Linked DNA regions of Mus musculus: all the other regions are linked to region 3. A link is a contact called in public HiChIP or PLAC-seq, Micro-C and promoter capture Hi-C data. All regions are on one chromosome and are shown on one strand. Each heading gives the region's core, a stretch centred on a gene start, on an enhancer-like site or on the middle of the called end of the contact. The rest is flanking DNA. Distances are from core to core; before and after follow the strand shown.

Evidence for each region. Promoter capture Hi-C pulls out the DNA fragments that hold promoters and counts their contacts. A called contact is a pair of places that touch in the nucleus more often than the background predicts. HiChIP or PLAC-seq counts read pairs in DNA pulled down with a chosen protein or histone mark.
Region 1: a contact with region 3 is called in an H3K4me3 HiChIP or PLAC-seq map of embryonic stem cells, with 9 read pairs. The contact joins the enhancer-like site here to the promoter of Dleu2 in region 3. A contact is called at or near these places in 3 of 484 Hi-C or Micro-C datasets (B cells, the G1E-ER4 cell line and Th1 cells), 23 of 115 datasets of contacts at active chromatin or transcription factors (the SCID.adh cell line, SST interneurons, T-cell acute lymphoblastic leukemia and 15 more) and 1 of 9 other capture datasets (embryonic stem cells).
Region 2: a contact with region 3 is called in a Micro-C map of embryonic stem cells, with 3 times the contacts expected there. The contact joins the promoter of Fam124a here to the promoter of Dleu2 in region 3. A contact is called at or near these places in 3 of 39 promoter capture datasets (embryonic stem cells, hippocampal neurons and stem cell-derived epiblast-like cells), 5 of 484 Hi-C or Micro-C datasets (embryonic stem cells and muscle stem cells), 2 of 115 datasets of contacts at active chromatin or transcription factors (astrocytes and extraembryonic endoderm stem cells) and 1 of 9 other capture datasets (embryonic stem cells).
Region 4: a promoter capture Hi-C map of pre-B cells shows a contact between it and region 3, with 8 times the contacts expected there. The contact joins the promoter of Tnfrsf19 here to the promoter of Dleu2 in region 3. A contact is called at or near these places in 2 of 39 promoter capture datasets (the C10 cell line and pre-B cells).
Region 5: a contact with region 3 is called in a promoter capture Hi-C map of hippocampal neurons, with 8 times the contacts expected there. The contact joins the promoter of Dleu7 here to the promoter of Dleu2 in region 3. A contact is called at or near these places in 3 of 39 promoter capture datasets (the C10 cell line, hippocampal neurons and pre-B cells), 16 of 115 datasets of contacts at active chromatin or transcription factors (astrocytes, bone marrow-derived macrophages, craniofacial prominence and 13 more) and 1 of 9 other capture datasets (embryonic stem cells).
Region 6: a contact with region 3 is called in an H3K4me3 HiChIP or PLAC-seq map of embryonic basal ganglia, with 5 times the contacts expected there. The contact joins the enhancer-like site here to the promoter of Dleu2 in region 3. A contact is called at or near these places in 10 of 115 datasets of contacts at active chromatin or transcription factors (SST interneurons, bone marrow-derived macrophages, craniofacial prominence and 7 more) and 1 of 9 other capture datasets (embryonic stem cells).
Region 7: a contact with region 3 is called in an H3K4me3 HiChIP or PLAC-seq map of embryonic forebrain, with 5 times the contacts expected there. The contact joins the enhancer-like site here to the promoter of Dleu2 in region 3. A contact is called at or near these places in 14 of 115 datasets of contacts at active chromatin or transcription factors (SST interneurons, astrocytes, bone marrow-derived macrophages and 10 more).

The regions. Positions count from the first base shown.
Region 1 is chr14:62,348,894-62,352,989 of GRCm38.p6, forward strand. Rnaseh2b (ribonuclease H2, subunit B) reads left to right here. Exons shown (of 11, transcript NM_026001.3): 4 at 1,507-1,583. Among named protein-coding and RNA genes, the nearest start is that of Rnaseh2b, 19 kb to the left of the region's middle. Within about 2 kb of position 2,083, at least 10 of the 459 cell types and tissues checked have an H3K27ac peak or open chromatin away from gene starts, as enhancers often do. A contact at or near this core is called in embryonic stem cells, where this site is marked.
Region 2 is chr14:62,554,081-62,558,249 of GRCm38.p6, forward strand. Fam124a (family with sequence similarity 124, member A) reads left to right here and starts at 1,657. Exons shown (of 4, transcript NM_001243857.1): 1 at 1,657-1,834. The coding sequence starts at 1,773.
Region 3 is chr14:61,679,729-61,683,705 of GRCm38.p6, forward strand. It overlaps Dleu2 (deleted in lymphocytic leukemia, 2), which reads right to left and starts at 2,645. Exons shown (of 7, transcript NR_028264.1): 1 at 2,382-2,645.
Region 4 is chr14:61,044,525-61,048,209 of GRCm38.p6, forward strand. It overlaps Tnfrsf19 (tumor necrosis factor receptor superfamily, member 19), which reads right to left and starts at 2,331. Exons shown (of 10, transcript NM_013869.5): 1 at 1,591-2,331. All of the region lies in intron 2 of Gm41167 (a long non-coding RNA gene), which reads left to right.
Region 5 is chr14:62,290,765-62,294,469 of GRCm38.p6, forward strand. Dleu7 (deleted in lymphocytic leukemia, 7) reads right to left here and starts at 2,215. Exons shown (of 2, transcript NM_173419.2): 1 at 1,764-2,215. The coding sequence starts at 2,186.
Region 6 is chr14:62,387,850-62,391,831 of GRCm38.p6, forward strand. The region is part of intron 2 of Gm46457 (a long non-coding RNA gene); the gene reads left to right. It also overlaps a transcript of Gucy1b2 not described here. Among named protein-coding and RNA genes, the nearest start is that of Gm46457, 11 kb to the left of the region's middle. Within about 2 kb of position 1,787, at least 91 of the 459 cell types and tissues checked have an H3K27ac peak or open chromatin away from gene starts, as enhancers often do. A contact at or near this core is called in SST interneurons, embryonic basal ganglia, embryonic forebrain and 2 more, where this site is marked.
Region 7 is chr14:62,414,962-62,419,061 of GRCm38.p6, forward strand. Gucy1b2 (guanylate cyclase 1, soluble, beta 2) reads right to left here. Exons shown (of 17, transcript NM_172810.3): 7 at 4,073-4,100; 8 at 2,239-2,350; 9 at 940-1,043. Among named protein-coding and RNA genes, the nearest start is that of Gm35468, 23 kb to the right of the region's middle. Within about 2 kb of position 1,305, at least 57 of the 459 cell types and tissues checked have an H3K27ac peak or open chromatin away from gene starts, as enhancers often do. A contact at or near this core is called in astrocytes, embryonic basal ganglia, embryonic forebrain and 4 more, where this site is marked.

The DNA of each region.
Region 1 (4,096 bases), core at 833-3,332, 670 kb after region 3:
CCTTTAGAGGAATTTTCAACATATTATTTAACATATTAACATATTATTTAAACTGATACAATTTTTAAAACATACTAGAATATAACAACTTTTTAAACAGATGGTTTCTCCTGATTTCCTGTCACTGTTGTTTAATAAACACATACTTTAGACCGTCCATTCGTCAGAAGAGAAGTTGTTCTGTGGTTCAATTTGGAGGTTTTAGTCTACAGTTCGTTGTGCCAGTTGGTTTTGTGTTATGAATTCATGGTGGCACCATGTGGCAAAACCACTTACTTCATGACCAGGAACCAGAGGGGGTGGGGAAGACCCCATGGTCCCTCCCCCTCCAAGGGATCTCATGCTGCCCTCTGGGACCTCTATGGGTGCCTGGATTCAAGTGCACATGCATACACACACACATAGACACACACATGCATAATTTAAAGAGAGAATAAACCTAATTTCTTTTTGGAAATGCATGTAGTGTCTCTATAGCTCTGGGGGTGGGAAGTACACTGTCCCCTCTGCTGTAGCTGTGCCTACTCAGGTGGTACATGAGAGCTCCGGCTTCTGCTCTGGCATGCTTAGCTGGCCTTGGCTGATAGCTGCAGAGCATCAGATGGAGACTGGAAAGTGGAGGGGAGCAGTGATAGAGCCTGGACAGTCTGGCTCGCAGACCACTCTTTGACTTTTAAAGAGCAGTTTGATTTCATTCTGTTAGTCCCGGTGACCAGGAGGTTGTTATTCAAATCAGAAACTGGGTTGCTTTGTTAGATATTAAAGATAAATGTGTGTCTTTCCTGAAACCAAGAATAAAAGGTTGGGGAGAGGCAAGAGAACTGCTTAGAGCTGCATTGATGACCACACCATTCCTCAAGTGTGTGGGAAGGGGGGCTCTGGGGCTAGGAGAGGAAGAGGCAGAGTTCTCACTTGGCCTGGGGAGCACTGCTTGCTCTTCACTCTGTCTTCTCAGGCAGGGTGTCATCTGGAGTGTGGACAGCACAGGGAGCCTTGCTTGTCACCCACAGTCCACAACCAGGAGCCACAGTAGAAGCTCCAGAGCGTGCTGGGTTTTCCCAGGGCTCCACCCTCCTGCACGGGAGGCAGTGGGTCTGCAGTTTTACAGGATGCTTGACCTGGCCTCCTGAGCTCTCTGGCTCACCATTCTCTGTGCTCCCCCACACTTCTACTCTCTCCAGTGAGACCTATAGGAAATGATTCCAATGGTGAAATGAAAAGTCGTTTTAACTCTCTTCCCTCGGGATTTGAAGCCATTTAAAGTAAAAGCTCATGGTGCGTCTAGACTGAGGAAGGCAATCTAACTGTAGGAAATGAGAGCATTTAAACCAAGGTATTTCCTGAGTTTGCTGATGGAAAACACAAGCTGCTACACGTGCTGCCACGGGGGCAGATGTCACATTTCTGAATGTGGGGGTTCACCACATTCAGTTCACTCTGATGGGTAAGGTGACCAAGCGGTCCTTGTAAGGCATACAACTTCTCTTTGTTCCTTCTCTCCTGCAGGGGGCCTTCTCCACTTTGCCACACCCATGGATCCATTGTTCCTGCTCCTTCACTATCTCCTAAAGGCTGGCAAAGAGGTGAGCTTCCCATGGCGGGTGTCTGAAGGGGAGCACAGAGACACTGCTTCTCTTTTTCAAGGTGCACTTCAGTTGTTAGAACAGGTGCCCCACATGTAGCAATGAGGGTCGGAGTGCCCTTCCCTCCCTGGAGAAGCAGCACCTTGATGGTGATCAAGTCTGATCAAGTTACTGTGACTTCAGTGGCCTAGCTTGCCACTCTGTACCACAGTGGTAGCCATGCATAGCAATGAAAACCTAGCACTAAGTGCTTAGCTGTGAATGTTAAGAATTCAGCTAGGAAGGGAAGATTTCCCCCGTGGGTGAGTGTCTGAGAAATAGGTAAACTGGGTTCTGCCTAATAAATGCCGACTAATGGGGAGCTTAGGTGTGTGTGGTTGGGACGTGAGGACCCAGAGCAAAAGCACTCCTTTCTCTCAGCGCTCAGTCTCAGGCTTTCCGTGATGGTGTCTGTGCCCAGAGGTGTACAACAGCAGAAACTGGGTGAGTGCACTTCCCTCACAGGGAGCCCTGAAGACACTGCATTCAGGCTCCAGATTTGAATAAAATCCATTGCTTTTAGTACCTGAGCAGGGATATCAGGTTTTTTACTTGTTTAGTTGGTTGGTTTTGGTTTTGGTTTTGGTTTTGGCTTTGGTTTTGGTTTTGGTTTTGGTTTTGGTTTTGGTTTTGGTTTTGGTTTTGGTTTGTGCATGTTTAAGAAGATATCTTTTATATGTATGTGTGCCTGGTACCCATGGATGCCAGAAGAGAGCATCACTGCTCTGGGAACTGGAGCTACGGGCAACTGTTAGCTCCCAGATGGTTCTGGGAGCTGAATCCAGATCCTCTGCAAGATCATCAAATGTCCTTGACCTCTGAGCCGTCTTTCTAGCTCCCACCATCCCCCAAAGCCAGGATATCTTAAGTGAAACTGGCAATTTAAAAGCTGTAAGAATATGGTAAAAGCTGGGGTGCTTTGGTGTCCCTGCCTCAACACCACCAGCTAAGGAGCCCCATCTTGCTAAACATCATTTCGGTTACCAGCATCATGCCAACCTCATGGGAATGCAGGTAGCCTTTTAGAATTACTATGAATATAGATTTGAGCTTGGAGTTCTCTTAAAGGAGAACTGGGAGCACTCAAGTTCTTAAAAATCAGCTCAGTCAGCTTAAAATCTTTGAGTTCACAACTTTAATGAGTATTGGTTGAACTGCTTAGATAGAACTATCTATTTCTTGGACTTTCATATTTACTTATACAGTAAACGCTTCTGGTTCATTGTATTTGGTCTTTAAACCGAATTCTTAAAATTTATTTTATAGGCTAACCGACTTTGTTATAAACACTGACAGTCACAAAGCTCGCCTTCTTCCTGCTTTGATCTGTACACTTTCTGCTCCTCCCTTTGCTCTTACCTGAGAGCTGCCATGACGGTCAGTACACTGGGATCCACACACGGTAGTGAGGCTATTACCACTCATGCCTCTGAGCCACAGAGACTATTGCCAGGAAGCTGAGGGAGGAGTCAGCTTGTGCACAAGGCGGATGTTCTCTAGGGGAAACTAACAGGGAGACGCGCACCTCAGCTTAGTACAGGGCACTGCCTCCTCATCTCCTGTTAAGAGCAAGACCCGGTTTCAGTGCTCCTCAGTCTGGCCTTCTAGGAGCTACTAAATTCAAGGTGACAGATGCAGAGTGAAGCAGAAACGTTGCCATCCAGAGCCCCTGTGCCTTTTCTTCTTAAGTCCTGGATGTGTAACACTTGGGTGCCTAATGTTTCTTCCCTACATTTAGATGGCGTCGTGTCTAATTTAGTTATTAAAATTTTGTTCCCACTTTTAAATTTGACTTGTTCTTTTTAAGCACAGCCTTTCACACCAACTCTTATTAACTTTATATTTAAAACATATTTCTTGTTTTGCTCTTTTGTGGACATGTAGCAAAGAAAATAAAAATATAATAACAATAATGAAACTTCTATCGAGACTATAGTGCCATTCATGTCAGTATTATTTAAAACAGCGAAGTATAAAAATACTGGTTGATCATGGGAAACAAAACTTTAAAATAGAAACCTAAAGAATGCAACACTGGGGAGCCTGGGCTAGATGGAAGAGCATTTCAGTCAGGCATTTCTGGCCTTCTAGCCTAATGGAAAAATATAGCAAGTTATCACGTGTACTGTGAAAGAAATGACAGGATTCACCTTGAAAACCAGAGAAAATCGATCAGTCACACTGTCTGTCTCTAGGAGTTCAGTCTCAGAAGCAGAGATGCAGAGCAGGACCTGGGCAGACAGTGAATCTACTCCTAAGCCTGGCTCCCTAATCAGACTGTCTTCATCAGATACGCCTTCCCCTGCCATTAGTGATGTTAAGAGAAACTGCACCTGAGAATGTCTGCATGGCTCACTCCTAACAGCCAGGCTATGACAGCTTGTCTGTCTGGCCTGTCTTAGCCTGCCTGTGTCTTCTTTTTACTTATGTCTCAGCTGCCTTTTCCTTTATTTCTGTCTAATTTGGAAGCCTCA
Region 2 (4,169 bases), core at 407-2,906, 870 kb after region 3:
ATTGATCCATTGATGAGGGTAGCACCTTTCTGATCCAATCAACTTCCCAAAAAGCCTACCAGCTGCCCACCAAGCTTCAGATGACGTTTTTAGATTCAAAACCACAACACGGTAAATCGGCTTAAATCTTCCTTAAAGAACTATTCCTTTGTTTAAGCTAATGAGCACCAAACTGAATATAACACATCCATTTTTGCTTGTTTGGGGGAAAGAATTTAAGGTTTAGGGAAGGCTATTCAGATTTGGCATAGGCACACTTACCGATATTTTTTTTTCCTGATCGATACTGCATTTCTACTCTGCTTTTGTCTACTGCCCTTCTCTTTTGTGTAATGTGTTTAAAATTAGAGTCCGAAAGCAATGACAAATATGTAAAGTGGGAAGAGCAGGAGAGAGAGAGGGAGAGAGAGAGAGAGAGGGAGGGAGGGAGGGAGGGAGGGAGGGAGGGAGGGAAGGAAGGAAGGAAGGAAGGAAGGAAGGAAGGAAGGAAGGAAGGAAGGAAGGAAGGAAGAGGATTGTTCTTCACAGCTTGTCACACAGAAGTGACACCGCTGTGCCAGTTGAGAGGGCATGCAGGTAGCTAGCCTTCACCTGGGACACTGACAGCTCCCGTAACCAGTACTTGGCATGTAGCAGAACTCACACGCAAACTGTTTTACAGACATGATCTCTTGTAACTCAAAATGGAGGTTCAGGGACGATCACAGACGTGATCTCTTGTAACTCACAACAGACAGAGAAGATAGCAGTAGCCCAATATGCGAAAAAATTAAGGCTCCAGGAGGTTAAATAACTTGTCTGAAAAGAAAAGATGACAGGGTCATAGCTGGTTGGCAGAACATGCTCAAGGTTGCGTCTTCAGCACTACCCTACAAAAGCGAATACGACATACACTTAAGTGCCTTCCACTGCTTCTAATGACAACACCACCAGAATTAAGTCTAAGTTGTTCTTACCCCACCACCGCCGCCGCTCCCAAGTTGCCTCACTGGCTAGAGTGGAAAAATGACTTCCTGCTACTTCAATTATTAACCCATCCTAAGGGATGGCTGGGTTTAACAACGTCAATGTCCATCACCCTCTTGCTGCCAGACCCCTTTGAATGGAAGCACACCCAGGACTCTTCGTGTTATTTTAAGATAGATAACAAAAGAATACATTCTCTAGCAAGTTGGGTCAGTGAGCAAGGCGATAATGAATTCAACGTCTGCAGTTCTGAGAAACACCCACGTGTTTTAACTGGTCCTCAAATGGCGATATCACACTCTGCCCTGGTTGCGCTGGTGGGTGTTTCCCAGTACTGCTCGCAGAATGGGGCTGAAAAAAATCTCTGGGCAAGCCCGGGGACTCCAGACTCTTTACTGTGGACCCAGGGGAGGGCAGCTTTGCTACTAGACTCCATACATGGGGCCCGCACCAGTCACTATAGAACGCACAGCGCTGGCATGCACCAGGCGGGTTGCAAGATAAATACTGCACGCCCACTGCACTCCACGCCCACTGCACTCCTCGCTCATGGAGAGAGTCCATCCCCCGGCACCTCCCGCACTCACGCTCGCGCTCGTGCACACGCGCGCATCCCGTGCACCCGCTCGGATCCTCGCCTGGTGGCACCCGGCGCGCCCGCGCAGCGCCGAGCGGAGGGCGGGGAGGGCGCGGCCGCGAGAGGGCGCGGCGAGCGGCTTCCTCGCGGGGCCGGGTTGTTGCGGAGGCCGGAGACGAGGCTCTCGGAGGGTCCCCGGGGCCGAGGGAGCGCGGACGGCACGCGCGCCATGAACCCGAAGGCGGGCGGTGAGGAAGAGGACTGCGTGGACTCTGGCGCCGAGACCGGAGGGTGAGCTGAGCCCAGCCGGGCGGGGCGGGAGCTCAGTACTTGCGCTCGGGAGCCCGAGCTGGGGAGGCAGTCCTGGGGTTGGGGTGCAGTATCTGCGAGCCAGCGGCATGGTCTGTGGTTGCCTGGGTCAGGGTGGGAAGGGGCGAGAAGAACCCCACCCCGGGCTGCTAGGTGATGGGACCCGAGGTTCAGCGTCGTTCCTCGCAGCCCTGTGGCCCCACGGTGCCAGGTTCAGCCACTATCCCCCTTCACCTAGAGATGCGCCTGCACTTGTTCCAGCCAGGCAACTCTGATAGCTTTGGAGCCCCAGGCTGCTGAGGAGGAAAGCAGGTGGAGAGGGTGGGACACCAGCACAGGAAAAAGACTCCGAAGCCGGCTAGGAGGACTTCATATCTCACTTATACTGTGCTGCTGAGCGGCCTCTCCACCCCGCCAGCCTGGAGTACCCACAGGATGCTGTGATGGGGTCTTGTGTGCTTCAATGGACTCAGTAATTAGCTCCAACCTTTGGAGGCTAATTAGTCCTCTCCCAACAGCAGTTTTCCTGAGTAGGACAAAAGACGGAATGCATTTTCAGAAACCAATGTCCCGTGATGGTCTCCACCCAGCCCATATCTAGAGGATTTTCCTGTGCACAGTCAGCACCACAGCCAGGATACAAGTGCTACCCCAGTAGGAACGTGTGTCTTTTCCTATCTAGAGAAGTCCTGCTAGAGGTCAGGGGCTACCCAGGCTACAGAAGACCTCGGAATTCCTGGAAGGTGGAGAGGTTTCAAACTAATATTAGGATTTGGCAATCTACTGAGAACAGGGAGGGAGGCCAGTTCCAGAATGGACCTATGTTCTGACCTAACCCACGAAAGCGTCCCTCAAGCTCGTCCTGCCTCCCAACCCCACCCCTCCTTGCAGCCTTCTCCACCAGCCCAACCCTAAATCTGGACTGTCATTCTTCCCTACACAGCAGGCTTTCTCTTGTTACCCAACCATGGTAACCGTGACAGAGGAGTAACTTGATTTGATGTCCCCACCCCTGCCCACCATTGCTTTTGCTTCAATTCTGTTGGTGTACAGTTGTCAACTTAGTTTATTTCCTGATATTTTGGTGCTGGAGTTCCAACCTAAGTACAATAGACAAGGATTCTTTCACTAACTCACACTGCCATTATGTATCAACTTTAGTTGACCATCTTTGGCTCTTCTCCCCTCCCCCATGGTTAGTTGAACCATGAATAGAAGAAACAAAGCAAATATTGCCTGCTGTGTTATAGTTGGCATGAAGCAGTCACTGTCCCACTAATTTTCAACTTGAAGGGCTTACCTAAAGCAGATGTTTGCCCAAGGGTCTTGCCTTGGAGAAGAGGAAGTAGCGCTGTCTTTGAGGGGTGTCTTCACCCTAAAAGCCAGACTAGTATGACTACCAGGACACTTGGGATGAGCTAGTTAATATGGGGACACCCGTGCTTCTAGTTCCTACTTGTCATTAAAGAGTGTTGCTGTAACAGGACATTGTTCAAAGAACTCTTATTATGCCACTAGAAAACGTAAATTAATATGTAAGATGATATTATTTTACACAGAAGTTTCAACTTGTGACCATTAACCTTGTGTTTGCTGTTGACCTCTGTGTAGTTTGAATTTTGGTTTCGCTATCAAGAGTGCTGTTAATAGTTGGCTCGTTCTTTCTTTCTGCTGTTTTCCCTCTCTCTTTTCTCCAAGCTGAATATAGAGCACATAAAGCTCACTCACTGAATGTTTGCTACTTGTTGTTGTTGTTGTTGTTGTTGTTGTTGTTGTTGCTGTTGTTGTGTTGTTGGAAACCAGGTCTCATGCATTCCAGGTTGAACTTGAAATCACTAAGTAGCTGATGACAGCCTTAAGCCCTGATCTTCCTGCCTCCCTTCCCAAATACTGGGTTTACAGGCATGCAGCCCATGCCAGGATTTCCTCAGTATGTCCCTCTCCCTTCCCAGTGTTTACAGCTCTTTTGTCTATCAATGGCAGGAATGGGATGTAGCCTTGGGTTGTTAGTTCCTCTCCGCTGGCCACTTCTCCTCAGGTGTTTCTTTGCTCTCTGACCTTGCCATCCTGGCAGGCTTTTCTGATGCCTTACTTTCTGCCAGCTCTGCCCTTCTGCCTGGCATGCCTAGCTATCAGGGGAAATTCTACTCCCTCTCTCAAAACCCAGCTCAAGTGGCCTATCCACTAGGATGGGTGTCCTTAATCTGGGGTCCACAAATGACTTCAAGACATATACAAAATAATTGACTTGGTAAAGGTTTATGAGAAGAAAAGCATTAATTAGGCTCTCAAACTAGCACATGATCCTTTCTAAGGG
Region 3 (3,977 bases), core at 1,395-3,894:
TATCTTAGCTCACAATCCTTTTACATCCCATCTCTAAGCCTCCCAGATCCTCACAAGGCCTATGTGACCAATTGTCACATCTATCAGACATCTTCTGGAGGTTTTCCCTTCTTGCAGGTTTTGAGCTGAGGCATCACAAAGCAGAGAAACCCTTTGAAATCCTGTGCTACATTTTCTGTTTACTTGTAGGAGGAAAAAAAAAACCAACCACCACCCATTGCTTTTTTTTTCCCCTCAAAGCATATCTGTTCATCCTAAAAGGCTAAAAAAATAAAAATGCCCATTCAGGTACAAATACAAATTCCTCAGCATGGTTATTCTGAATCATGAAGGCCCTGACCATCTGTCCAGCTTCCCTCTTACCCCTTTTCAACTCCCACCCAGCACCCGTACCAGTACGCACATCTATCTTGCAGGCCCCAGTGTGTGTACTCTGTAGTCTTTTGGACACTTTTATTCTTAGCTGACCTAACCACTCAGGAAGTCACCATCTTTCTTTCAAGAGACACCCCAGGTGACACTACCTATGGAAAGCTACAGCGGCTAGGAGAGCTCACTCAACTCTTCCCACCCGACAGACAACCTCACAATCTTTCTCATAGCATATGCCTCTTGGATTTCTAAAGTGGAGGCTGAAGGAATGTGGGAATGTGAAAATTAAAATCATAACACCCCAACAAGCAATAACGTACTAGTGGCACATTTACACACTAGGGAAGAAAAGCACACGTTTTTGTTGTACTTTCTTGGAAGAAATTGGGTGATAAACATAAAATTCCCACCAGACCAGACTTTTGACACTAGATAAATATCACACATCCCTTCCTGTTACAGAATATAGTGCAGGGACTTTGCCAGCATTTAGTTTCCCCTTTTATCATTCTAATATGGGCATTCTATGTTGCAGGTGTCTAGGAGAGTCAGTAACCTACACCGAAAAGCCAGTTAATGGTCATGACAGTCCCCAAATTCTCCATTTACTCCGGGAAATGTTCCACTTTCACTGTTCTAAGTCTTCTCCTTACAACACAGATTCTAAGAACCAAGTATTTTTCTTTCCTAAGACTTTAAATTGTTGCTTCTTAGTAGAGATCTTTGCTATAATAGGGCGGACCGATCCTATCGAAGCGTATTTCCCCGCTCTTAACTCATCTACCTATAAATAGCGCCGCTCACCGAGCTGAGTCACCAAAACCCAGAGTTTACTCAAAATAGCTCTTAAGGACTGCTGGAATTGAGTCGCTCCAGTGGTGACAGATTGACCACACACCCATCAAGCTGGGCCACGGACCAGAGCCATAGAACTGGCTCCTAACCACCAGGCGCCCAGAGGGCTAGTCAGGCGAGTAAGACCCTAGTCGCTGGGATCTCGAAGTCTGGACTCAGGAACCAGCTAGTGGCCAGACTCCGCCTTGACGGAACAGAGTCCTCCCCGCCCTTTTGGAGCTGGGAGCCGCGGGGGGCCCGGCACCCGGCACCGCCCTCGCCCACTGCTCACACAATGGGGCGCGTCGAGGGGCGGCCCGGCTTGAGCTTCAGACCTAGCCCTCATTGCCTAACTCCCGGTTGTTGCCAAAGCACCTGATGACCTCAGACTATTGCCCACCCTCAGGAGGGTGCAGAAGCTTGGGAGCAGCAGCCCTGGGGGGGGTGGGGGGGGGGAGAAAACGGAAGTGCCACCCCCTGCAGGCAGGGTGGTGACGTCACCCTACCGCCAGCCTGTAGCGGGGGTGGTTGCCCATCACGTGATCCACGCCCCTCAGAATCCCGCGCGCGCGCTCCCTCCCCCCCCTTTTCAACTAGACTCCCACCTCTCCCGCCTCCTCTCCCCAACTTTCGCCCTCCCTGCTCCCTCACCGCTGTCAACAGCGCCAGCTCCGCCCTCCCCAACGGCGAAGCAGCGGGCTCCTGAGTTCAGGTCCTTGCTCCCTGAGCGCAGGGTGCCCCCCTCCCACCCTGTCCCCAAATTTAGGCGCTCAGGGTGCGTGGGCCTCGGGGGTGCAGTGGCGGCGGCGACAATTCTCCACTCATTCCTCCCACCGTGGACCAGGCGGACTCTGCAGGTCTGCGTTCAAAGGGGACCGAGAGACGCGCACGGCCTCCGGGGAGCCCCCTCCTCTCACCCTGCGGCCCGCCTGCTCTGCCAGCTCCGTCTCCCGTGGGGGCCACGCGCAGATCTCCTCCTGGAGCCCCTCACTCTCTTCGCTCCGTGCACGCCGGGGTTACAGCTTTGCTTTTTTTTTTTTTTTTTCCTTCTGTCGCTGCTGCTCCTCGTTCTATTTCCTTACCGCCCCCCGCCCCCGCCCCGGTTCCCTTCTAAAAGTGGAGGCTGGAGGAGGGAGAAAAGCAGCCTAGAGTCGAAAGGGGCGGTGCGCACTGACCTGTCAGCGACGGAGGAAGACCCCCGGTCTGGGCGAGCTCTCCAGCCAGTGGGGGCACTGGAGCGCAGGGCTCGAGCGGAGCGGCGGCTGCGCTCGACCAGGTGTCCCCTAGGCCGGTCTGCGCCGCCCCCTCCCTCGGCGCCGCGCTCTCCGCCCCAACATCGGGGACCAGGGAACCCCCCAGCTCGATTTTTTGTGCAGTTTCAGCAAAGCTCCGAGGAAGTTGGTCCTTTTGTTCCACTATTTATAGATTGCGTCAACATTGCGAAAAGAAGAAGGCGGAGCGGTGGCCCCTCCCCCGCCCCTCGGCCCGCTCCCAGGAGAGAAAAGCCCCAGCACACGACCTAAGTACACAGCGCGCCAGCCGCCCGCCCCCGGGCCTCCTGCTCGCCACTTCCCCCTCCCCCCGCCCGGGCCCGAGCGCTGCCAACCCCGTCACGTGCCCTCTCGGGAAAACCAGCTCCCCGGGGCTGTGCGCCGCCCGCCTGGTTCCGTGGCAGCGGCCTCCGCCCTGCGGCGCTCCCCTGCTCCTGGCTGGGGTCGCCGGCCCGGGTGGTGTGCACGACCTGGGGACCCGCACTCTGACCACTCGACGGGGGGTGGGGGGGGGGAATTTCTCCCGGACCCGAGCCTTGCGCGCGGAGTGGCCCCGAGCGTGCCGTTCGCTCGCTCGCTCGGGCGTCTCTACCTCCCTCCGTCTCTGGGAGCGCCACCGCCCTACTTGCAGAGAGCGCGCGCGTTTGGGCCTCGCTTTGGAGCCCACGGCCTGGACAAGTCCCTGTGCCCCCTACGTGCGGCGGCTCCCGCAGGCGTCCGCTTGCTAGGCCTCGCTCCCCCGGCCAACGGGCGTGAGGGGTGCGGGGGTGGCTCGCAGCAGCTCCCAGGCAAAAGCGCTGGGCGCGGGAAGCGCGGGGCGGACGCTCTGGATCCGCAGGTGCAGCTAGCTTCACGCTAGCTTCCTTCTCGCTTTCCCAGCTGCTTAAAGCCCCAGGCATTTGCGCATCCGACTCCTTGACAAGGGAACGCGGTTCTTGAGGACTTACTCTTTGGTTACAGGAGTGATTGGGGCAAACCATTACAAGTTGCCTTTAAACCCCGAGGACGAAGTGATAGGCCCCTCCAAACCCCGAAGTGAAACTGAGCGCCCTGCTGGCCTAAAGCCTAGGCGGAGGGCTCAGTGTAAACAAAAAGTGCGATAAACACCAAAGGAAGGCCTTACAATTAAGGCAAACTAAGTGGTTAGTCTAAGCGTGATTAACTTCTGTAGCTTCTAGTCCCTTTCCTAAGTAATTGATTTCAGAACGCAGTTTTACTTTTCAGGATCAGAACATAATAAGTTAGCTACCAGATCACTGATTCAGGAAAACAGGCTGAGCTCGGATGAGAACAGGAAACGCATCGGACTTTCCCAGCAACTGGAGAGGGGTAAACAGTCTAGAAGAACTCCCCCCATCCCACTCCCCCGCCCCAAGTTCGGACCACCACCACGCCTCAGCACGGGCACCTACCTACTGTGAGGGGCTTGGAAGTTAGGTATAAGGGTGGGTCCAAACCTGGTAGAGCTTTTCCAAGAGTCAGATGGGGGAGGAAATAGAT
Region 4 (3,685 bases), core at 1,081-3,580, 640 kb before region 3:
AGCTATTCAGGCTTTGAAATTAATCCAAATATGCAAAGTGGCTCCGATTATCAGAGGAAAGTTGTGAAAGTAACTTAATTAGTTAGATGAGAAAAAAAAATAATCACAAATGAAACAGGAGTTTCAAGACCTTTCATCAGTATTTCAGAATGCAGAGCAACTATTCTTATCATTTACATTTCCTTGTTGCACACCTAACATAAAACAGACCACTGTGACAATAATAAAGTATTTTACCAAGTAAACCCAGGGCCAGAATATTAGGATGGGCCAATGTAGGTACAGAGCTCTAAGTCCTATTGTCCTGAGTGTCTGAAGTTCAGTGTAAAGATGTGTGTGTGTGTGTGTGTGTGTGTGTATCTGTGTCTGTGTGTATGCATGTCTTTGAGTGTGTTTGTGTGTGTGTTTGTGTGTGTGTCTGTCTGTGTGTGTTTGTGTCTGTATGTTTGTCTATGTGTGTGTGTTTGTGTGCATCTAAGTGTATGTCTTCATGTGTGTGTCGGTGTATATCTCTGTATTTGTATATCTGTGTTTTTGTGTGTCTGTGTGTATGTGTGCTTGTGTGTCTCTGTGTGTCTCTGTATTTGTGTGTGTCTCTGTATTTGTGTGTTTCTGTGTGTGTTTGTGTCTGTGTGTATGCATGTGTGTATGTGTATGTGTGCGTGCGTGCGTGTGTGTGTGTGTGTGTGTGTGTGTGTGTGTGTGTGTGTAGAAGTTATGAATTCACAAGTAGCAGTTAACTGGCAAGCTGGGTGCCCAGTATAATTTGGTTTTGTAGGGCACTAATTGAAGTGAAAATGTGGCTAAAATACTTCATGTAACATAATAACTGTTGATTGCCAGATAGTTTTGGTAAACAGTTGGCAAATTGTAACTCACAACAGCTGTCACTATATATTTAGAGTAAATGTTAATTTAAGAATATTAACCTCGGGAGTGTTTCTGTAAACAAAGCTTCTCCTATTTTCAGAGGTTACAGAGCCTGGCTTGGGTATTTTTAGCCAAACCTAACGCAGCTTGGCGCTCCCTGTTTCCGAGTTCCTCCGCTTTACACTTGAAAGGCTTCAGTCCTAAATGCCTTTGCAGAGATTCCCTTGGGAATGCGAATGGCAAGGACACATGTGCGATAGATTCACATCTCCCGGAGGCCGGAGAATAAAGTAGTAATATTGCTAGGATTGCTAGAGAGGAGTTTTGCTCCGTAGGGTGGGGGGAGATAGGGGAAGAGAAAGGAAGGTGGGGTGGGAGTGAGGGGGTGTTAACAGAATCCCACCGTTTCTAAATAAAGTAAGAGGAGGTTTTCCAGCCCAGCTTCCAGCGTCTGAAACCCTGCTGGCAACAAACATTAGCGAGGCTCTGTTTTTGTCCTGTTGGAACTACTCACTTCCAAGTAAGATTTGCATGACAGATATCAAACTCTTGTGCAAACCGCGAAACAATTGCATCAAGAATCAAATTCAGTTTCACGTGCACGCAGCCTGGTGCTGGACTTGGCTTCAGGCATGCTTGCTGGGAGCTGATAGCCATTTTTCCCCCTTTGAACATGCGAGGAAAACGCAGTGAAAGTTCCAACCACACACGAACGCCTACCTGCTACTCGCCAGTGCTGTGCTCCAGACTCACGCTTTCCGCAGCTTGGTAGCACTTCCGCGCCAAACGCTTTTACCTTCCCAAAAATGTGTGTGGGCGCAAGCCCAGACAAACTTCAAATCCAGGAAAATGGATTACCCGCGCAGATCAAAGGCAGGCGAACTAGGAGATGGAGTGCCTGTAATCTGATCGCCGATCAGTTGCTGCGCATCAAAGGCAAGGCTGAGTTTACTCGCTACGCGCGCAGATCTAGAAAGTTCGCTACCGTCTGGTTCTTTTGTTAAACGTGGGCCACGTTGTTCTGCCCCAGCTCTGGAGAGCAGGCTTCCCCAGCCTGGGCTGAGCGGCTGGATCTGCAGCTCTCTCTCGCGGTGCCCCAGCTGGGCTGCCTAGTGCCAGCGCTGCTGCGCCGCATCCCTTTCATCTCGCTGAGTGGCAGCTCCCATGACATCATGCCGTGCCGTGGGGCTGGCCGGGAGAAGCCAGTCAGCCTGATTTCTAGTCGCGTTGGTCTGTGCCTCGCCCGCGACAGCCCTGCAGTGTGTCTCTTGGCTGGGAGGGACACACCAGGACTGCTCTGGGCCTCTGTGCTCCGGGCCTGTAAGGTCCTGGATCGTTGCAGGTTCCAGTAGACAGCATCAAGCCGCTGCCTGTGACAAAAAGCACGAAGTCCCTACCAGAGCAGGGTAGTCCGAAACGCAGCAGAGCGGCACAGCAGTGTTTAATTAGGCCGTTTCTCCGAACACCTGCCTTACACCGCCAGGGTCACAGGCAAACGTTTTAAAAAGCTTGATTCCCCACCCCCAACCCCACGCGCGCGGCTCCCCACCCCAACACACACATACTGCGACAAGTCTTTAAGAATTAGTAAAATGTCTTTTCCTGGTGAAAGTATTACAGGTGGCGCCAGTCAAGTATGGCTTTCATTGAGTGAAGGAGTGGATACTACAACTTACAGAGATACCGCCACTAGCTCACTGGACACCTGGGTCAGAAGCTTGTTAATCTAAATTTGGGGTCCTAATAAAACAACAACAACAAAGGATGCCTTCCTTCTGAGTTGCAATCATGGATACCTCTAGCGACTCCTAAAAGTCACAGAAAGGTGACTTAGAGGAAAGCATTTGCTTGCAATCACTCCACAGCTTCTGTCCCAGGCAAAGCACAAATCACAGTTTGGATCCAGCTGAGAAATCGCCACCTTATTTTCTGTACTGTAAAACGGAACTTAGTGTCCGTTGTTTAGAATACCCACGAGGCTGGTAAAGCACTGTGGTCGGAATGTGGCATGTTTTTGAACATGGAGCTGTTTATTCTGGGAGAGAGAAAAGATTTCCATTATATGATGGAACTGCATCTGTTTGCAGAAGGGCACTGAAAAATATCATCTGCAGCACCCTTAGAGGAACCCACTTCCTTCCTGTGACTTCCTTCTCTTATCAGTTGCATCTCATTTTTCCTGGTGTGATATTTAAAAATAGTTTATGCCCTGTCTATCTCCAGCTGTCTTTGATTCCTGTGTAAATCTTGATGGCAAAATACTTGGTTTGTGAGTTCATTGTAACACTTAAATAGATCTATTTGGTTTCCAGTATTTTTCCCCAGTGGGAGGTGGAGGCTGAACCCCAGGGCCTGTTCATGCCCTCCATCTCTGAAATGTCCCTGAGACACATGGGGCTTACTTTGTACTTGTTTGTTTTCTTTTTCCTTTTCGAGACAGGGTCTCCAGTGTCATGAGCTGGCCTCAAAAGTGCTGTTTATTCAAAGACAGCTTTGAACTCTTGATCCTCCTAAAGGCTGGAATTACAGACATCCACTGCTACATTCAGTTTATGTGATTATGGTTTCTGAACTTAGGGCTTCATGCATATTAAACAAGCACTCCACCAATTGAACAATGTACCCAGCCTCACATCCTTCAAATGAGCAGGCATGCTTTTGCATACTATCCCAAGACACCTGTACCTACAGAGCTCCTGAGCTCCAAGGACTCATGAAATCAGGGGCAAACTATTTCCAAGAAGGCTGACTTTTCTCTGAGGTAACCCAGATGTTCCATGGTCTAGGGTCCATGCCCAGAGCCTTCATCAAGTTT
Region 5 (3,705 bases), core at 965-3,464, 610 kb after region 3:
GGACTAAAATCTCTTTGCAACTGCTAGTCAAAAATATATCTGTCACTGGGGAAATAGTTCTGTCGGGGAGTGCTTTGCCTGGCATGACTGGGGCCCTAGACTCTCTCCCCAGTGCCATGAGAGAGTAAAAGACATGAAAGCTAGACCAAAATCAACTTCTCCTCTGCTTCTGTGAGGCTTTGGGTCTTAGTGATCCCAAAGCAACCAATACACACATATATTTCTAACATGTTTCTAATATTACCCAGTACTTGAAATTTTATCAGATACATATTCTTTTCCTATCTTAAAATCAATGAAATTAGTATGTAACTCACAACCAATAATGTCATACATTGGCAGATTTTAAATAGTTTCAAGGGAGGGAAAAAAGAAGAGAGACGCCTCAGACATTGCTTGGTGACATTTGATTTGAATTTTTCACACAATATGATGCAACAACTCTGGCTTGTGAAGTAAGAACAATACCAACCCTTAAGGAATGCAGCAAACTCTCCTCTCAACACCCCACCTCCTCCAGACTCCCAAGTACAAGGATGAGAGACGGCGTTCCTGGCCACAACTTGAGAGCCAAAAGGTCTCAAAGAGTATGGCCCTAATACAGTGACCTAGTTTGATTTCTATTGCTGTGATAAGCCCAGTGACCAAAAGTAACTTGAGGAGAAAAGGGCTTATTTCCATTTACAGTTTGTAGCTAGCTCTTCATGAAGAAGTCAGGGCAGGAACTGGAGGCAGGAACTGGAGCAGGTGGCATGGAGGAGCCATGGTCACTGGCTTGTTCCCTATGGCTTTGTTCAGCTAGCTTTCTTATACAGCCCAGGACCAGCTGCCCAGGAGTGGCACTGCCCAGTGGTTTGCAGGGTCCCTCCTCTATTCTCTCATATCAATCATTAATCAAGAAAATGCCCCACAGACTGGTCTACAGGCAATCTGATGCCAGCATTTTTTTAAAAATTAAAGTTTTCTCTTCTTTGATGACTCTAGCTGTATCAAGTCAATAAAATCTAACTAGCACAGTCAATTATTACATTAGTTAATGGCAAGGTCAAGACTGGACCCCAAAACCCTAGCCTCCTAACCTACCTCAGGTCTCTTCCCAGTTCTGCCGCATACATACAAGCTGGCTGGTCCAGCAGGAGTCTGGTACTATTAGCAAGGTTGTCAACATCTGGGACCACCTGCCCCCAGCCCACTTTATGAGGATTTGAGTTGATTCTGTTGGGTCTCTGTGCTCTGTGGAGAACTGGAGTCATGCAAAAGAATTGTGATTCACAGGTGTGAAGCAACTTTAAAAGTACACGATGTTGTCATAATACATGAAGCCGGGGACTTGGGATGTATTCAACGCTTTAAAGGAAGACCGTAAGGTTGGAGGAGAAGCTGATTTCCACAGGTAGAAAAATGACTCCTGTGACAGGTGGGTCTTGACAAGGTTTTCCCCTCCACACCACACTTGATGCACAGACTTCTGCCCCTCCCCCCGAGCCCCCCTCCTCCCCCCCGCGCGCACTCACACACACACACACACACACACACACACACACACACACACAGAGGTCCAGGTCTAGTTCCACGGTTTGGCAGACCCCAGGTAATTAGTTCTCAAGTTCTCTGTCCCACATGCTCAGTCCTCAGTGCGCTTCTTCCTTTGCCCCATCCACTTCTCCGCTCACAGCAGGTTGACCACACCCTGCTTGGACTCCAGTGGCCCAATTCACTTCATCCAGGCACTGCAACCCAGAGAGGAAGGCAGGGAGACTCACCTTCAGGTGGACAGGGAAGGGCCGCTCCTGCTGGAGAGGCCCAAGCAGAGTCTGCTCTACGCTGACCAGCTCCGAGGTCGAGTCCACCACCCGAGCCAGAGCGCTGCGCATCGCCATCCGCGCCAAGGTACAGGGCCCGCGGTCCCGGGGGAAAGGCAGCAGCTCGGCGCCCCCCTCTGCGCCCCGCAGCCCGCCTGCCTCGGGGGATCCCCGCGCTCCGATGCTCCCGCGTCCCAGCCCCCTCCGGGTCCGCAGCTGGCCTGGGCGACGAGCCTGGGCGATGGGCACGTGGTCCGGGCCGCGCGGGCTCCCTGGGGCGCTAGGACCGTCGCCCCAGCCCCACTCCTGCTGTAGTAGCTGCAGGGTCTGCAGAGCCACCATTTGGTGGCTGATGGAAGCCACTAAGGGCGCAGGGCTGGCCATAGCCGGCTAGCAGCTGGGCGCTGACGAGCAGGTGGAGCGCAGGCAAAGGAGCCTGGCGGCGTTCGGGGTCGCGGGGTCACATTTTTTCTAACTCTATGCTTTTCCCTCAGCGTGTGTGGCCCGCCCCGCCCCCGGCCCGCAGGTGGTGACCCGCACTTGCCCCTGCATTCACTGCCAGGCAGAATGGGCTCAAAATGACCCAAAGCTGCCTGGAGCCTGCTCGGTGAGCGCTTGAACCTGAGCCAGATGCTGAGCTCTGGTTCTTCCGCCTCTCAGGGCTTTGGTGGGGAAACGCTGCTTTGTGCGGATGTATCTATCCCCAGATACCCCGCCCCCTTCCTCCATGAAGGATGCCAGCAAAGAACGGCTTAAGGCAGTGAAGGCCCATGGGTCTGTAGTGTTAAAACCTCAGCAAGTCATTAAGCATGCCCAGAGCTCCAACCAATCTCACAAAGGACAGTGGTGGGCTCTTCTCATTTCCCTGAGAGCATTTTCAGAAACACCTTGAAATAGCTTTCAAGGCCTTGCAAATCCCCAAACAAAATATATGGACTACCAAAGTATCTCCAAAGTTCAGCCCTGGTTGCTTAGTTCCCTACGGGTACTGATATCCCAGATGCAGAAATGACATCAAGGTTGAGTTGTCATGAAACCCAAGCCTGGCACTGCTCAGATGAGGAGCTTGACCGTTTTGTGTGGAAGGCCTCTGGTAGCAAGGTCCAAAGTCAATCCTTTGATGGAGCAGGAACCTCAGGAGAGCTGCACAAATACCTATTTTTAATTACATCAAACATGGCTGTCTCCTTTAAGTAGAGGGAAAGAATGGATGATTTTAATCTTTCTAAAGGGCAGCTATCGGTGGGTTTTGTTTTGTTTGGTAGGTTTTGTGTTGTTTGCTTGCTTGCTTTTGAAGGCATTTGAAGGGAATAGTGAGGAGAGCTATCACAGACAGTATCTTTTTCTGCTTACTTTTTGCAAGGAAAACTTGGAGAATCCAGTGATGCAGCACAGCAGAGACAAGGGCACAGCGCCAGGAGAGAGGACTCATGGGGAAACTAGAGGGGCAGGCAGATGGAGGGTGTGTCTTGTGGGGTCAGTTCTGGAAGCTCTCTGGATGGAAATGCCACTGGGGTGGTCTTGTCAGTACAGAAAGGTGATCAGTAAGGGCTATGGGGGCCCTTGTTGACTAGGGGAGTTGACCCTGAGTAATCCTCCCGACTCCCCAGCAGTGGTTCTTAGGATTCTCAGTGTTTTCTTCCCCTCTGAAAACCAATCTGAATCAATAAAGAAGTTTTCGTAAGCAAAACAAGCGTGTACATGCAAATTATATCCAGGTAAAAATGCTAGTCTGTGAAGCCACAGAGAAAATGACTTTGGAGAGAAGCAGCTTAATACTGATTCATTTATCTTGCCATAAAGTTACTTAAGTTCATATGCAGAAATACAGAAATTCTTCCAATTGTGTATTTACTTTTTACATCTTCAGATGTTGATGCACATTTTGGTGCAGAAAGGATGA
Region 6 (3,982 bases), core at 537-3,036, 710 kb after region 3:
GCACATTCAGTCGAGATGGGAAAGGTACACGTGCAGTGTCCAGCTTCCCATCACTAATGACACTGACAATGGTGAGGCTCTGAATGGCCTCCACTGTCTCTCTACTTAGCACAGAGGAAAACACATGAGGACGGGGAGATTATGACTGCATACTGTTTATTTACCACTTGCAAATCTGTTTTGTTCCTAATGTGTCCAGTTTTGGTAGATTTATACAATGTCTCTAAAACAGGGCTTCACAGTCTTTCAAAATTGGCATTTGTAGCTTTGCAAAGGGAGTAAGAGCCCTGCGTAAACCTGCTTAATTTGTTTATCATATGCTGAGTTTAAAAATTACTTTTGGGATAGAGTGGGGGGTGAATATGACCAAGACATATTTTATACATGTATGAAATTCTCAAAGGATAAATACAAATATTGTATTTTTAGAATCATTTTTTCTGAGAGTTACAGAATCCCCTATATTTTTCTGTTCTAAACTGCCACAGCTGTGCATAATCTAAAACCACAGCTCAGGGATCTGGGGGAGACTCCAGGGTCTGCTGGAGTCAAAGGGTCAAAAAACCTCTAAGTATTTGCTCCACAGCCAACAGGAGCCCTGACTAGACCTGGGGACACCGTAGCCTGTGGTAAACTATAAATGTATGCTGGAACACTTAAAGCTGGGACTTCATGTTTCAGTCTCTTTTAATAGCTGGACGTCTCCAGTGAAAAATCACACTGTAACTTTTCTTTAGGTCTCTCCTGTTCTGTTCTTGACAGCACATATCTGACTGGAGCTGCTGTGTCAGGAGTACAGTCTCTGCTTCCAACACAGAGACGGCTCTAGCCAATGGCTGAGAGCTAAGATCAGAGTTGGGGTAGGGTGGGTCTGAAGGCCAAGTCCTAGGTCTGTACCTCAGTTTCCTGTCTGCGCAGTGTGGCTAAAAACCATACCTGTGTAATGCTCAAAGGACTTCAGCTGGGTACCACAATGGTCCTGCTATATATGTGAACCCAAGTTCCTGGGTAGATGCTGATGGCTTAGATAGGCCACTAAGATCTAAGAGAGTGCCATCATTAGACCCCACTGAATGCAGACATGGAACTGCTGTCATTTCCTCCTCACCTCACATCAAGTTGAACCCCTGAGGGGAAAGAATTCAGAATCCTCTGAAAATTTTCGGACTGCACCATGCAGAAACTCAGAGCAGTTTCTCTTTGGGAGACAGAGTCTCTCAAGCCACCTTTAAAGAATGATTCAGCCAGTTGGTTGACATATCATTATCACATTTTGAAGTTAACACAGCCCCAGAGTCTATGAATGCTCACCCCACAGTTAATTATTCTTGAGTTTTTCTGTGCTCTCAAAACATATTCTACTTATGTAATGATCCCTCGGGGGAGCACCAGGTGCCTTTGTCCCACAGACAGGGCCAGCTGTGTAAAACCTCTGCATCTGTCAGGTTTCTCTATGTGGCACATAATTGCCTGATTTCCATCTGAAAGTGCAGCACTGACATTAAAGCCACATAGAACCCACCATTGATAACAATGGCTTCCCGACACCTAGAAGAAGCATGGGGGGTGGGGGGGCAAATAAACATGCTCCCCAAATGAGCGCTTGCCTTCACAGGGGCTGGGTCTGAATGTACAGCTGCAGATGAAGAGAACAAACCAAGAGGAATAAAGGAAATGAAAGCTACAGATTAGCATTCGGCTGTCTCAGCCAGATGGTCTTCTGGGGAGAGCGGTCCTCCGCTTGCTTTCTTCAGTCTCCAGGCTAGCACACAGCACCCACTCTCTGCAGGGGCAGCAGTGATCTCACCCCTCAGCCAGGCAACCCAGTGAATCACTCACTCTTTCTTTCTCACACAACTGTGAGCCAATGAAAACTTGAAAGTGAAAGAAAGACTAAGAAGGGATTGGGGGGTGGGGGGGCGGGGAAGCCAGGCATCTGTGATGAATGAAAAAGTCTTAGCCTAGGAGAGGGCTAAGATACCAAGACTGAGGGAAGTGTCGGGAAGCATCAGCTAAGGAAGAAGAGAGCCACTGAAAGAGAAAGCTGTAGACACCCCTCCTCCTCAGCGCCCAGAAGCATTGCCTCCAGCATCCAGGATTGCCATGGTATTCAGGACCTTGGGGTCCTGGCTTTTACAAGCTTGGGCTTGAGGTCTGTGCTCCCAAGGTAAAGAAAGCAGTGGCCTCTTCTCAACTTATTTAGAAACTGTCGCCTCCCTCCATGGCTAGACGCCAATGAGTCTGCCAGTCATTGGTCTGAGGACCAGCCATCTGCCACCATCTGGATAGACCGTGCCTGGGCCAGGTGCCCTGAAATGGAAGAAGCTAGGTGGGGCAGAGGCAAGGGAGGGGGAGGGGCAGGAGCAAGGCAGGGTTATGGGGTAAACTGAGCCTGCAAAGCTGTAGTTGTAGAGGGCAGTTCCCTGGAATGCTCTACTCTGAAAAGGGCTCTACCGACAGTCACCACCAAGCCAAGTGTTCACTGCTCATGAGCAAGCCTCGTATTTGAGTGGCAGCCCAGGTCTGCTGCTGGCCATGAGACAGACCACCAGATGGTGTGTGCCAGGGCATAGATGTTCTATGAGCTAATCGATCCAGTAGGAGTTAATACATCTAACTTGGGTCCAAGGGCCTCAATTCACAGAAGATTCCAGAACAAGTGAAGGTGCATTTTGAGGTTTTAGAGGCCCTGTGAGCAAGCACTTTAGCAGCTCGCCAAACTTCCCAAGTGTGGTGGTTTGGATGAGAATGGTCAACCTTCCCCACTGTGATGGACTCTGAGCTCTCTGGAACTGTAAGCACAAATAAAACCTTCCTTCTATGAGTTGCCTCATAGAAGTAACAGAAGTAGCATAAGTAACATAGCAATAGAAAAGTAACAAACACTTCCGAATACCAGGAGATTGTCTGTAGCAGTGTTTAATAGAATAAATGTCAGCTGCAGGGTGGTACCTATCACAGGATTGTCTTTCTTTTACAGCTGGAAATGATTATTTAAATCAAAATAAATGTGGAACAAAAATTGTCCTTGTTTTTGGCCTGGACTATGGTACCTGTCGCACAATTCTGACAGTTCTAAATATAATGTTCAATGAAGTAGCATATTGTACTGTGACCCCAGCCAAACAAGCTTGCAACAAAATAATCCAAGATCCCGGGCTCTGGTGTTTCTCCTTCCAAACTTAACTGAAAAGGCTTCCCACCAAATGACCAATTTGGTCTTGGTCTCCCAGGTAATGCCACGTCCTCAGAGTGGTCGTTCTAGCTAGGGCTTTCACTCAAGACATGGCTAGAGAGTTTCAAAGGAAAGTAGATGGAGACAGCAATGAGCTATGAATTCTGCTGTCTTTCCTTCCCCTCACTTAAACAGGGAGATGCCACACTTAGGATCAGGTTTTTGTTTGTTTGTTTGTTTGTTTGTTTTGTTTTGTTTTGTTTTTCGAGACAGGGTTTCTCTGTGTAGCCCTGGCTGTCCTGGAACTCACTCTGTAGACCAGGCTGGCCTCGAACTCAGAAATCTGCCTGCCTCTGCCTCCCAAGTGCTAGGATTAAAGGCATGCGCCACCACGCCCGGCTTAGGATCAGTTTTTAAATGCCCCAAAAGGCAGGTTATCTGATTATCCCTAACATTGTTGACTTGATGGCACTTCCAACATAGAGTGGGGATTCCAACGTGACTCTGTATGTCTCCTGGGTCCACTCCTCCAAACTGCCCTCTCTCTCTTTCTCTCTCTCTCCTTCTCTCTCCCTCTCTCTCCCTCTCTCTCTCTCTCTCTCTGGTGTAACCAAGAGTCAGGCTGTTTCCCAGCAGTACGGACTCAGACTGTTAACTCTGCCGTGCTCCCATTTCCTGGTCCATCAAGATGAATCTAGATGGGCTGTCAAACAGGGTTATCTCTAGTAATTAGGGTGCAAGCAACATCTGCATGCAGGGCCAGTGCCTGGTGCGCAGTTGATGCATACATAGTGTTACCAACCACTG
Region 7 (4,100 bases), core at 55-2,554, 730 kb after region 3:
TAACCTTGTGGCTCTGAAGAATTGCTGGCATTCATTGACTTATAATTCTGCCTAGGGGTGTGTATTTACCGCTGTAATACCATCACTTCTCTGAGGGAAGATACTGTCCTTAGGTAAGTGCATGTCGTCGTTAGTGTTCATGCTGTAGTCAGCTGGCAGTGGCATGCAGATGAGTTCCAATAAACACTAGAGATATTCATAGTGGCTGACCTGGCACTTTTGACTAAATTCATTTTTGCCTACATGCCCTTTAGGTAAAAAAATTTTTAAAGTCAGCTCAGTTCCTGTGTCTACATCATCTATATCTACATATGGTTTGCTTTGTCACTCGCTACGTAGCCCATGCTGATTGTGAACTTAACTCTTGCCTCAGCCTCCTGAGTGCTAGGATTACGGATGTGAGCTGTCACATGCAAGCTCAAGAAAAAGAAAGATATTTTTATCCTGGGAAACTGATAGCAATCAAATTTAAATGCTCATTCTCACAGCCACCTCCACCCCACTCCCACCCTCCCCACCCCCCAGAACACAGCATAACGCTCTACTAAGACGCAGGAAATGAAGCAGGATGGGATTGCGGGTCTGCTGCAGTCACAGGGGGTGGCAGGTCACTTTTACGACCATGGGTATAGGCTGCAGTCTTGGTGTGTCTTTCTGGAGTGAATTTTAAAGTCTTCCTCCAGCTTTTCTTTCTGATCATAAGCTTTCCCATTTGTTCGCTGGTTCAACTCCCTTGCTATGTTTACCTTAAGAAGATCATGAATTCCAGACGAGCCTATAACATAAAGGAACGTCAGGAGACCCTCCAGGGCAGAGTCTAGTCTCTTGAGCCCTGTGAACTCAGGGATCTAAGACCTTACAGCTGTAATGGTGGTGAACTGGACTCTCCAACCCTGATTTACGCCCTATCCCAAGCTTCTGAGTGAAAGGGTCTCTTACTGCTTCGTCAAAGACAACGTGGAAAGGAAAAGCATTGCAGAACACCTCCTCTTCAATCCACAGTCTCTCAGGAAAGACAGGCTGGAAGGTGTCCCCAAGGGGCCCTGGACACAGAGAAAGAAAGCCCTAATGAGCGGCCCTCACAGAGCTGCTCAGACAGGGTTAGAATCTTAAGTGTGTCACAGGCTGAGTGTGATTCCCACTCTTTAGCACAGGCTCCCTCAGCTTCTCCAGATGGCCACTGCAATTATTGTCCAAATTAAAACAAACAGAAAATTTGCGACCAGGTTGAGAAGCCCTCCTGCCCCCTGCCAAGTTTCTGCCTGCTGCTGAAGAGTTAGTTTCTGGGCCAATTGAGTCTGTCTCACCATGAAAACAGAGCTGGCATTGAGACGGTGACAAGCGGACAATGAGCCAGAAGAGGAGCGAGTGTGTGTCGGGCCCAGCATCAGGGACATTTGCCATGGAGCTTTATAGACTGACAGTTTAGGGTGGCACGTGAAAATTTAACCAACAGTCCCATTTGGCAGGGGTTGCAGATTCTCAATGGAACCTTTTTGATATGAAAATCTCCTAGACAAAGGATGTCAGTTGTGTTTGCTACAGCTTGAAGGACTCAGAATGCAGCTCTTTGAGCCCTGCAGACCTTCACCCAGATGCCTGTCATTTGACCTACCAGGCCATGACAAGGAGCATCTAGCTCCCTTCCTCCACTGGGGTCAGAGCTCTGATTCAGACTTGAGTTAGGTGCTGGCTGGCAGGTCAGCTCAGTGCCCAAAGACCTGCTGTGATGACCTTACCACCTTTACTTTGTAAATGGAAAGCTGGAAGGGATTGCATTGTCTCATGTCACAGAGACAGAAATGCACTTTCTTGGTTCTTGCCCTCTGTCCCTTGTACTGCTGGCTAGCTGTGGTTAGCCACTGATTTCCAGTCCAGAAACACATCCCAGTCAAGGTCTGGGTCCAGAAGCAATGCAGAATTCACTGTGGCTAGTATGTCTGTGCCCAGTCTCTTCACCACAGTCAGGATCTGGGACTGAGTCCAAGCTAGTGGCTTTCCTGATTACAGAGATGACAGTGTCTCCATGTCACCCAGCACAAACAAAAGAGCTGATTTGTGGCAAGTTGGAAGCTGATATTTAAAGTTAAGACCACAGATGCCAAAGCCAAGCTCTGCGGGAATCAGGGGCTTTGAAATTGCAGGAAGCTTTGCCCTATTTGTGTATGGGGCTCCTCCCCTGCAAAGCAGGCAGTTGTCCTGATCTAAGAGTTGAAGCCAGCAGAACAGCACACCTACCTTTTCCAAGCAGGACTGATGCCCTCACAACAGCTGAGTGAGATTTCTCCCCAGGGCAAACAGGGATGCTTAAATACCTCTCCTTCTTCCTAAGGAGTGTTCCCTGAAGAGACTGCAGAGGGAAGGAGATGAAGCACAGGTACCTGGTCACAGGACTGGAGATGAACAAGCCCTCCTGCTGCTGCTGCTGAGCCCATCTTTATATACGGAAGCATGATGGTGGCTGAACGGATAGTGTGTGTGCTTACAAGGTCACTTCTAATCAAGAACCTGGAGCTCTCAGGTGTACTCATCAACTCCGTCTTTCTACAAAAGGCAGCTAGATATTTTTTTTTCAAGATCTCCAGGGAATCCTTAGATGCTCATGCTTTCCTATGTGTTGCTCTGAGACTATGTCCCAGGGTTAACTAGGAAATGTGGAGAAAGCAGTTGGAAGGATGCTTTCCTCAGCCTTCCTTTACAGCAGCAAAAGATTTGTAGCAACTAAAGATGCACAGGCGTGGGCTAGTTAAGTATGACAAGGAACATTTGGCAGAGGGAAGATGTTCACACACAAAATGAGCGTCCTCTCGCCACAGGAGATGCCTCTCCCTAGACAGAAAGTGCATGGCTCTTAGTGGACCATGAACTGATCACACAGCACACATAACCCTCCCCTAGATCATTGAGTAATTCCCAACTTGGGCCAAGTGAGTATGCAGGGGGTTTGTGGACTTTTTAATGGTTCAGACTATGATGCATTAAAAAATGACCAGTTCCAAAAATGATCTTAGCGTCTATCCAGTTCTCCAAATCTACTAGATAAACAGCGTGTCAATCAATATTCCACTCTTGAAACTCCTCCCACATCTCAGGACCTCTTTGTTTCCTTCTTCTTGGATGTGAGACAATAAACTCAGAAGCTACTGGCTCAGCGTGGCTTTGGTGGCTGTCATTTGTCTGGGACCACTCTCAAAAAAACCCACTTTCCTTGAGGTTGAATACTCTCCAGTGAGCAGATACTTACAGCTTTGCACACTGTGAGACATAACCCCACAGGCCTACAGGAATCAGTCCTACCTGTATGTTTGAACAGGCCACATGGACTCAGTGAAATTTTAACCTAACCCATGTAGCATCTAAACTGGCAATGATCGCCTTATAAGCTGTAGCTAAGGTGGCCAAGGATAGGCTCTTGTCTGCACACTAGACCTGCAACTGATTCCACTTGCTGTGTGGGCACTGAGGACCTGAAAGATCCACTCATAGCAAGAGGATTATGACATAATATTCCAGTTTTCAACTTCAAATTCTTTATCATGTTTTGTTGTTGTTGAGGTATCAAGATAAAATTCTTTATCCAAAACTGGATTTGGATAAAGTAATAGCAAAGTAATAGCAATCCTCCTGCCTCAGCATCCCAAGTGCATTATAGGTATAAACTGCCTGCCATTCCTAGCTTTGCTATTTCTATACATGAACATTTTACAGACTCAAGCACATCCTAGAAAGTCTGCATTAAGTTAACCTTGATTTTGTGATTCTCAGCTAGAAGTGGGTTTCCCCCCCCCTCCACCATCTCTCTACTCTGGGGACAATTGACAATGCCTGAATACATTTTTGATTGCCACAACTAAGAGGTAACGTTCTACTAGCTACATTGGACATCTATTTTGGATAGAGAGATGTCTGTGCTGTGGTGACAGATCTTACAGCACAAAGTGCAGCCCATCATAACCTAGAATAGCCTGGTCCTCGGGGTCAATAAAGCCAGGCTTGGGAGAGCTTGCCTTGAATTCCTAACTATTTAAGAGTTAGGGAACTGTGTTGTCTGAAGACACAGCACGTTCAGTACCTCCTGCTTGGCCTGGATGTTCTCACTG